2 separate regions of the Zea mays genome follow, and region 1 is linked to region 2. The links are chromatin contacts, called in public Hi-C maps. All regions are on one chromosome and are shown on one strand. The core of a region is the stretch at or near the end of the contact, and the rest is flanking DNA. Distances in the headings are between cores, read along the strand shown. Region 1 has its middle 9.8 kb from the start of LOC103650206. Region 2 has its middle 100 kb from the start of LOC103650202.

Region 1 (5,187 bases), core at 1,578-4,077, 730 kb after region 2:
TAACTAGGCTTCGACCTTCTTTTATCACTTTGCTTTCTTTGTCTTTTTCAACTCCTTGTTCTGCAGAGAAAGAAATAAAAGGAAACTAGGTAACTATCTAAGAGGGTTCATAAATAAAGCTTCGGTAATATGAGTTTAAAGACGAACCTTCGTGGTGTATTCTTCAGCTTCCAGGGCAGCTAGCTGTCGGCCTCCTTTGTCCCATAGATCTAAGCAAAATCTCTTTGCAGCGTTCAGTATAGTCTTCAAAGGAGCTTTGATATCATCAATGGCCATGCGGAAGTTAGTTTCTCCGACAGCCTTGACATGGTCGCAGCCGGCTTTTTCGAGTATCGAAGCCATTCCGCAAGAACCATTAATCGCACAATAGTCACTACGCAGTGATTATCGATTCAACTTCTCCTAATTCCTTTTCTATCCAGCTAATTGCCCCCTCGGTGTCTCCACTGGCATGTGAAGCTACCCTTGAAGTGGCACAAGTTGAAGAGAAAATTTTCTTCAGAATATCGCAACACTCGGAAGCAACAACAAAGGAATTATCCCAAAGCTGCCTTAAAGTTTCCAATAACTTCTAATTTACCATATCCTTGTTGACAATATTCTCTTTTCTAGCTTCGAGACTGGTCTGAAGCTCATTGATTGATTCGTCTTATTTCTTCATCTTCGTAATATCAGCATTATGCACTTTTGCTGCTTCATTCTTCTTTTCAACTTTGTTTACCTTTTCCTTTAAGGATGTTATCTCTGCTTCTTTCTCCTCTAAGGATTTCCAAATTTCTGCAACTTCATCTAGAAGTGTAGTAAGTTCATTTTCTTCCTTCTCTTGTTGTATCCTTAAGGTTTTACTTAGCATTAGACCTTCATCATCAATACAAAAATGGTTTAGTCAAAATACAAAATTTCTTGAAGCTACATCAAAGTAAAGATTCTTAGTACCTTGATGTTAGTATAGGCCAATGTAACACAACTGGCGTTACAATAACTGAAACTTTGACATGTCATCCGATGCATCAGCATCATTTTGCTTGATACACCTAGAATGCAAATGCATTTTACTAGGTCCAAAATTTCAATTGAAACCCTAAACTAGCCCAAAAAGTGAAAATCAAAATCTAGAGAGAAGTTGCTGAAAGTCCATATACCAAAGTGGTAAATCTTGAAAAGTTGAACAACTTCCATGTGTGGAGATGTCCAAGTTTTATAGGAAAAATTGGAGTAAACTGCTAAAATTCAGTTTTGGTGCAAATTGGGATTTGCTGAAAATAATGTCAATTAGCTAACTTTGGGCTGTTATAACTTTTAATTTCTAGACATTTTGTACTGGTCACTGTAGCAAAGTTGTAGGGCTACCTTAGGTGTACAAACTTTCTTAAGTTACTTAACCTTAAAGCCATATGGAATTAGGAGTAAAACTTGTCCAAAGAGGGGCTGACAGGTTTGGATTTCAGACTTGGTGTAATTGTCCAAGTCTGAATTTCAGTGTGTTTTGCTCAAATTTGGAGCTCTCTACTGCCCTGTCCATAGAGTTATAGATTGTGGTCACTATGACAAACTTGTAGTATAACTATAGGAGAACAAACTTTATTAGGTGGGATGCCCCTAAAACCATATGCTAATAGGAGTAAAGGTGGTTCAAAGTGGTGTTGGCTGAACTCTGAATTTTCAGATCTGGAATAGTGCCTAAGTCTGAATTTCAGTGATTGTGACGGACTTTGGAGCTTCCTTGTGCATAATCCATAAGGTTTTGAACTAGGGCCTCAATATAGGAATTTAAGACCAAAAGTTGGTGTACAAATCTATTTAAGGGTGATGGATATGATCTTACACAAAAAGTGGAGAAAATATTGACTGAAAATGGGTTGTTGGGTTACTGGTGACTGAAATTGGTTCAGTTAACTAAAACTAAAATTCAGTAAATGGTGCGCAATTTGGAGCTCATTTGTGATCAATCCAAGTCGTTTTGGACTAAAGTTTCCATAGAAACGTTGGAGCCCATAGCAGAGAGAACAAGTTTCATACAGAGGGTTGGACTTGGTTCTACATAAACCTAGGAGTAAAGTATATCCCAATCTTCTCTGTCAGAGTGGTTGTGACTGAACTCAGTTCAGTTTGCTGAAACCAAAATTTCAGTGCTTGATACCCAGTTTGGGGCACTAATGTGACCATTCAGAATTGGACTGAGAATCATATAGTGAAATTAGAGAACAAATAAAGAGGTACAAGTTTCCTAAAGTAAGATGGACCTAGTGCCATGCAAATTGTGGAGTAGAATGCATCTAAACTCCCTCTGACAGACTGTTTTGGGCTGTTTCAGTTAAGCTGAAACTGTATTTTTCAGTGCTTTTGGGCTCCAGTTTGGTGCCCATAACTTGTGTTATGTGTAGTTGCAGCCTTCGGGTGTTGTACAAAGATGATAGAGCTATAGTTGGGGAATGTTTTAGTTAAGAAAGTAAGGCCTCTTGCCATGTGAACTTGTGAGATAACAGTGACTAAACAGGGAGGGGTAGAGTGGAGCAGTAGTGCTGTTGCAATCTATTTCAGTGTCGGGACAGATTTCTGAAGAAGATCACCCCTACTGCTCTCACCTGTGTACTTGGATAGGGATGAAGTTAGAATGCCTCACTAAAGATCTAGAGACAACTTAATCATCCAATTTGGACTATTTTGTGAGCTGTGAGCAGCAGGATCCTAGTTTGTTTTGTTCACTGCCTGCAGGTTGGACAGCAGGGATATTAGTGGCTTCACCCCCAAGCAGAGAATATCAAGTATGGGATCATTTGAGCCTATCCCGTGGGAGTCCTTATCTGCTCTCCTCCATGACTAGTTCCTGGAGAAAGAGATATTTGTGCTGAAACCAGACCAAGTGCAGTGTCTTGGAGGTATCTGTGAAGGTGCGTGGAGCTAGTGCTTGGGAGCCACATAAGTGAGCTCATGCTGTGTTGGCATCCCTTTTATTCTTGCGCTGAGTTGTGGATGAGCTCAGTGACCACCACCACCCCCTTGCCTATTTGCTCGGTGCCTAAAGGCTTTGTTCAGTGGAGTACTCCCCCTGTCTTCGAGATCCAGCCAGTGTCCTCGCGTGGTCTTGTAGTTCTTGTGCTCAAGACAAGGTTAGCTCTCTCCACAGCTCATGCCCTACTAACGGAGCAATCGGCTTAAGTCAGAAACGCCATAAGTCGGTGCGACATGCTCATGCTAACATGACTTAGGTTGATCACTATACCCTACTAACGGAGCAATCGACTTAAGTCGGAAACGCCTTAAGTCGGTCCGACATGCTCACGCTCACATGATTCAGTGTGATCACTATACCCTAATAGCAAAATAGTCAACTCAAATCGGGAATACTTCGAAAAAAGAAATATTACGCTTATAGTGCCAGGGGTGTTTTTCAACACCCTACCCACGGAACAATCGGTACAAACATAACTGTTGTGCTCATACAAGAACTCACATTACACCTTTTCTCTAAAAGATGCTAACTCGGTAAACAAGTGTTTTTCAGGAAAATCATTGCGCTGAAGTATCCCTGCAGGCATCATCTTTTGCAGGAGCAAGAGGAAGATGGACGGCTTGCGGTGTCAGGCGCGACCATGACATTAGCGACGATATCAACAGGCACCACGACACCGGGTCTCCTCATCAGGATCCGCCCAGCGCAAATGGCCTTATCCATGGCCCTGTCACGCTGAGCCTTCAAGACGACACAGTCATCCTCCAAGGCCTTGACAGTGAGACGGGCGGCCTCCAGCTCATGCGTGACAAGCTTCTTGGAAGCACGCAGCTCCTAGATGGTGGAATCCTTGGTGGACAACAACTTGTCGAGTCGAGAGACTTCATCCTGAGAAGCCCGCAGCTCGTTGTGATGATGGTCTAAGTCAGACATAGTAAAGCGATGGCTCCTCTCCAGGATGGTCAAGGAGTTACTAGCATCACGATAAAGCCTATCTAGATTAACACGAGATGCAACGAGTGCTCGTTTCTCTTCCTGCAAGCAAGAACAACACTAAGCATTGAATCAAGGAGGGCAAAACAGGAGCAGCCAAGGAAGTTTACCTCATTTGCCATCTTCTCGGAGTCGAGATGTGCATTCAGAGAGGAGTTCAGAGAGCGAGCACCATCCAGGAAAGCAGAAGTTTGGATTAAGTTGGCCTGGCTCTGAGAATACTTCTCTTCAATATCAGAGCATCGCCGAGCCAAATCTGATAAAGCAGCAGAAGAAGAGCGCATGACTTAGAATAAACTAAGTAATGAAAGTGAATAAGGAAACTGTGGGCTCACTAACCAATATTTGATGCCTTTAGGTCATCTATCTGTTTTTGAGCAGTAGAGGGTTCCACTGCATCAGAGACAAAACTTGATCGGGGATACGAGCACTGCAGGATCTCAGTTGGGCAGATACACCACCAAGAACATCCTATGACCATGGAAAGATAAGTAAAAAAACTAGTTCGCCAGCAGGAACAGTAAAAAAGCGAAAGTTGATTCACCTGAAGATTGGAGAGGAACAGGGGAAGACCCAAAGTAGGAAGAGTTGATGCATGACTCGGAGGAACTTCGACCCCATCAGCAGGCAGCAGGCTCCTAGCGTCTGGTTCACTGGCTTCTAAAGTGACCAGACCAACGAGAGCCGTAGAAAGATGTGTCACCGCATCCTCCTCGGATCGGACTGGGGGCGATCCAACGTGGACGTCCATAGAAGCAGCAGAGGGGACCCTGCCCCAACACCCTCGTGGGCTGGGCCCACCGCAGCAGCCACCTCTAGGGCTGAAGATTCCTCAGCCACGTCCATAGGAGTCGGGTGACTCAGATAAGTGTTCTCGCAAGGAAGACCGCCCTCTAAGGTCGACGAGGCACGAGAAACCAACCAGGTTGTCTCTTGCCCGGCAGAATCATGCGGGAGAAGACCATCATCTGGGACCTCTGAATAGATGGTGGGAATGTCAGCTTCACGAGGCTCTAATAGAATGTCTTCAAGGATGACCTCTTCCAGCGCTTAGTCAAAATAGGATATTGACAACCCTTGAAGGATGACAAGTGCTCACAAGTCTTGCGCAGGAATGTCGCTGCCCCTGTGGTGACGACTATTCTTGCGGATTAGTGGAATTTCTTCTTCCTCCTCTTCTTCCTCATCAATCACACCGCCAGCAGCCTGAGCATCATCACTACCTCCAACATTGTCCTCGG
Region 2 (4,931 bases), core at 1,263-3,762:
CCGGTGCACCACCCGACAGAAGGCAAGAATTGCCTTCCTAGAATGTCTCCAACGGCTCCTAGCTGCCTTGGGGCTATAAAAGGGGCCCCTAGGCGCATGGAGGAGAAATACAAGCATTCTTTGATCATCTCTACGCACCAAGACTTCATTCTAGCGCATTTGATTCTTTGTGATAGCAATTTGAGCTCCTCTTGAGTTGAGAACTCCGTGTGTGAACTTAGAGCTCAAGTTGTGACTAGTGTGCGTGTTTGTGCTGTTGCTTTTGAGACTTGTGTGGGTTGCTTTTCCCTCCCTTACATCCGTGCTTCTTTGTGATCATCATTTGTAAGGGCGAGAGGCTCCAAGTTGTGGAGATTCCTCGCAAACGGGATATAGTGAAAGAAAGAAAAACACCGTGGTATTCAAGTGGATCTTTGGATCGCTTGAAAGGAGTTGAGTGCAACCCTCGTCCATTGGGACGCCACAACATGGAGTAGGCAAGTGTTGTACTTGGCCGAACCACGGGATAAACCATCATGTCTCTTGTGCTTGTTCTCACTGTGACTATTGTGTTTCGCAAGAGCTCAGTCCTTAGCCACTTGATTTCATTGTGCTAACACTTAATCAAGTTTTGTGGCTTTAAGTTTTAAGTTTTTATAGGATCACCTATTCACCCCCCCTCTAGGTGCTCTCACACTCCCCTACTGCCATTGCCCCTTTCGGGTAAGGTAGTCCTTCACTAGCTTTCCTAATTAGTCAGCTAAGGGCGTCCCATACCACCCTTGTGGCACTATTTTCCCTGGTGGTTCTCCATGTTCCAATTAACATAATGATCTTATCATGAACAATAAATAACAAACTGATAATAAAAGTGTGATCATGAATAATGTATATCTCTATACCCAAAACCACATAATGCAATAGTATGTACTACCCAAAAATTCAGTGGTAAACAAGGTATAAATATAGTCAAACTAGGGTAACCTATTGGGTCCTATCAAAATTAACCTATGCAGATCATTATGATTAATAAGAACATGATTGGGTAAAAAGAAGTGATCAAGGGCACAACTTGTCTGGGACTTGAGATTCCAGGTACCAGGATGATCTTCAGATGACTCGTGACCTCACTGCTAGTCGTAGCAATACAAACAAACATGGTATAGATAAAATTAGCATCACACCAAATATAAGAATAAGTTGCAGAATAATAATCTATGCGTTGCTATGAGATTGTGGGCTCGAGAATCACTAAATTCGGAGTTACGATTTAAAAGGATATAATTTTCCAAAAATTTAGGTGATTAAAAAATAAAAGATAAATTTAATTTTAATTAATACAAATAATGTGAGAGTTAATTAAACTTTAATCAGTGATATAACTTGATTATTGGTTGTATTTTTAGTCAGGTTATAATCATGGACATTTAACTTTGATTAGCAAGATGAATCAATAATCATAGGATAAACAATATAAAAGTAAGTAATATGTTGTAAATAATGTTGTTATTGCATAGATAAATTTAATACGAGACTAACGCAACTTGAACGGACTAAATCGGAGTTAAAACGAAGAATTTATGGATACAACGGTATTTTAGGCGCAATAAATTTAATAGATGCGATCTAACAGATATTGTATTTAAACTAAGCATGTATTAACTTAAAGTATTTGAGTTGATATTAATCATTAACAATTATTTACAAAATTCGTAGGTTAGAACTATAAATTAGATTAACATATTATCTAGCTAATTAACATTAGTGAAATAATTAATTAACTAATTAATTAAAATATGTGGCATAATTAAAACAATGTTATTATTATGTACGCAAAAATTAATATGAACCTAACACAACTTAAACAGATTAAAATAAATTATTTGATCTAAAAGATATCATATTTTTAATAAATTAGTAGGGTTGCACAAAAATAAGTGACATGATGGTGGGAAAGATTTGTTTACAAATGAATGACCTAGCCATTACTAACTTAACATGATTGTATCTACTGTTAAATTTGTGTTGTATATCTTACATGTAAAAAGGTATGTGTTGGTGGTTATCTATTAGATACAAAGCGCCAAACCTATCAAGTGGAAAAGACCATGATACGACCTAGCGAGTCCTCGCCGCGTTAGATGTCGTAGATCACTTCGGTGATGATGGTGCCCAGCACGGTACCAACTCTCTTTCTCAATGCTCGGCGGCGAACTCTCTCTGTATGCGGCTTTAGCGGCTTGAGTAGATGGCGGCTGTTTGTGACGCCAGAGCTACCCAGACAGGCGCTTATGGGTTAGGGTTTAAGAGGACCGAGATGGCCGGTTCTTATATCCTATGAACTGACTACAATGAATTAGACTAGAAATTCGGTAACCGAGGCGGAAGTTTAGAACAGAAATTTATTCGCTCAACCACCAAGGACTTTGGGGTAGAAGACGAGCTGTCAAAAGGGCCCCTGAGCAGCGACCATGGAAGCAGGATATTTGGTGGCCACATGACATGACGGCAGCCCTCACATCAGCATGACGCAGCTCCAGCCAGAAATCATAAAATATAGAAAAAACAACAAAAAAAAAGAGACGTGCGTGGGCTGCACTAGCATTGAGCAGGTGGGCCGAGCGGTAGCTTGCTCACGTTAGGGGCAGGATTCACCCTTTTTTTTCTGTTTCAATTTCTCTAATTCCAATTCCAAACTAGATTTAAACCAAGTTCAAATCCTATTACAAATGCTCATACATAAATCCCAGCAATTCAGTTTTATTTATATTAACTATTTTATTCATTTGGAAACTTATTTTTTTCTAAAATATGCAACGCATACACATCTTGTTCATGTGAAGTCGAATTAAAATTTTACTTTAGAATTTAATAATCGTTATATATTTTTAGTAAAAATAATTTGTACGGAAAAATCTTTGTTATAATAGAATTTAATTTGAATTTTTTAAGGACATTTATAAGGGCGTTATTTCATACTGAACTTACACAAGGATCTCCTCATTTTTTTATTAGGAACCACCTATTATTTAGATCTTCGAAGAATAAATTCAAAATAGGATTTTTAGTGTTACACCCATCTTTCAGGTAGGGTTGCTAAGCACTAAGTCTATAGAGCTAATTAACAAAGCCAGAGTCATTATAGCACTTGTAGTTGCAGTGTTATCTGGGTGGTCACTACATGTTCCATTTAACACAAAATGTTCTTGTTTAACCATCGGGTTAACATCATAATAAAACTTCATTTCCAGAACAGAGTATCATTACAAGAGTGACATCATATTTATCAAGTTGAGTGTTGGTCACTTGTTCTCAAATGGTATGAGTTAAGAACAAGTTAACACAAATGTTAATCGTTAAAGACCTTCGTCCTTCGAAACATTATCTCGATTAGGATATAATGATCTTCAGACGAAGGTTATGAAGGACAAACCTTTATAATCTTCAATATGTAGTAATAAAAAGCAGGAACATATGGGACATATAAAGAACATGAATGATCATATCAAATCATTAGATTATTTATATTTTCATTATGTGATCATGAACAAACATTAATGATATTGAATTACATTTGTACATTCGGCTTGACAGAAGGTAAGAATCCAGGAGTGACGTGCGAGTGATTACAAGTCAGCGTGAACAGTACGATGGTACTGTTCATCTATTTATAGGCACGAGACACAGCCCGGACAAAATTACATTCATGTCCCTAAAAACTAATCATGACTATGACTCAAACTATCAGGGACTATGTAGTCTTTTCCTCTTTAAGTTGGTGCCACCCTTCGTCTCAAGCGTGTCATCATGCCGAAGCTCTTTTAGTTACAACTTCGGCATACATCTTTATGTCGCGCCTGCTTGCATGTTATCTTTCCGAAGGTGTTTTTGCTTAGAGGACCTTCGGCGGAGAAGAAGGCCCCAAATAGTAGCCCCTTCGCGGTGCTAGATCGTTTTTCGTAACGAGCTCGATCCGCGAAAAACTCGAAGGCTTCGGAATGCCGAAGGTCCGAAAAACACCTTCCCTGAGCTCGTTGCTGAGAAACGATTATAATATTCCAAGCGCCGAGTGGTCCACCGTTCATCCAGTGCAGGCGATCTGTCGGTTCGCCTTCCCACCTACAGCACTATATAAACAGACGGGTTGGTGAAGAGTTACCAGAACATTCATTGCCATTGCACTGTTGTGCTGTTAAAAAATTTAACCATAGCCAAAGCTTTGTGTGTTACGCCTTGAAGCGAACGCTTTCATTGTTTAAGGATAACTTCGTCAAACGGGTAGCTTCGTCAAACTGTAGAAAATCCATCAAAATGGCCAGAGTGCGATCGACTGCATGGGTGTCTCATGAGGGAGAAGAAACTGAGGTCACTGAGACAACACCGATTTCAGAAGTCATGGAACGATTAGGTCTATTTGTGATAGAGGGAGCTATTGACGAAGGTGCTCCTGATGCCGAAGCTGAACAGACTGTTGTTGAAGAAGAAAATGTTGATAAAGGTGAAGAAGATTACAATATTTTGATCCCAACAAAGCCCAGCCATCTAGATTTTGAGAAATCTACTGTGTCCGAAGACGACATGCCCATGATGATGAAACTGGGCTATTTTGGAGAAGCTGAAAGCAAACTTGTTCAATTTGCTAGAGAAGAAACTACCCCAGTGCCGAAGAAGGATGAAGTTGTGGTTTTCAAGAGCTTTTTCAGAGCGGGGCTGCGATTTCCGCTGAATGAGATGATAAGGGAAGTCCTAAAAAATTTCGAAATATACCTTCATCAGCTGACTCTTAACGCTATCGTTAGGCTCATCGTCTTTATCTAGCCCCTTCGAAGCCAAGGGATGAACCTAGATGCCGAAGCTTTCTGCCGCATGCATGATTTGCACTACCAGACAAAGGCCAGGGCAGTTGGTCTTCACGAAAATTTTGGTTGTTACAATTTTGTGTATCGCAAGGA

The links. Hi-C and Micro-C count contacts between places; a contact is called where the count stands out from the background.
Region 1: a contact with region 2 is called in a Hi-C map of leaf, with 10 times the contacts expected there. The contact joins two enhancer-like sites. A contact is called at or near these places in 2 of 25 Hi-C or Micro-C datasets (ear and leaf).

What each region holds. Positions count from the first base shown.
Region 1 is chr3:73,539,769-73,544,955 of Zm-B73-REFERENCE-NAM-5.0, forward strand. No RefSeq gene overlaps it. Among protein-coding and RNA genes, the nearest start is that of LOC103650206, 9.8 kb to the right of the region's middle. Within about 2 kb of position 2,828, at least 2 of the 20 cell types and tissues checked have an H3K27ac peak or open chromatin away from gene starts, as enhancers often do. A contact at or near this core is called in leaf, where this site is marked.
Region 2 is chr3:72,812,144-72,817,074 of Zm-B73-REFERENCE-NAM-5.0, forward strand. No RefSeq gene overlaps it. Among protein-coding and RNA genes, the nearest start is that of LOC103650202, 100 kb to the left of the region's middle. Within about 2 kb of position 2,513, at least 15 of the 20 cell types and tissues checked have an H3K27ac peak or open chromatin away from gene starts, as enhancers often do. A contact at or near this core is called in leaf, where this site is marked.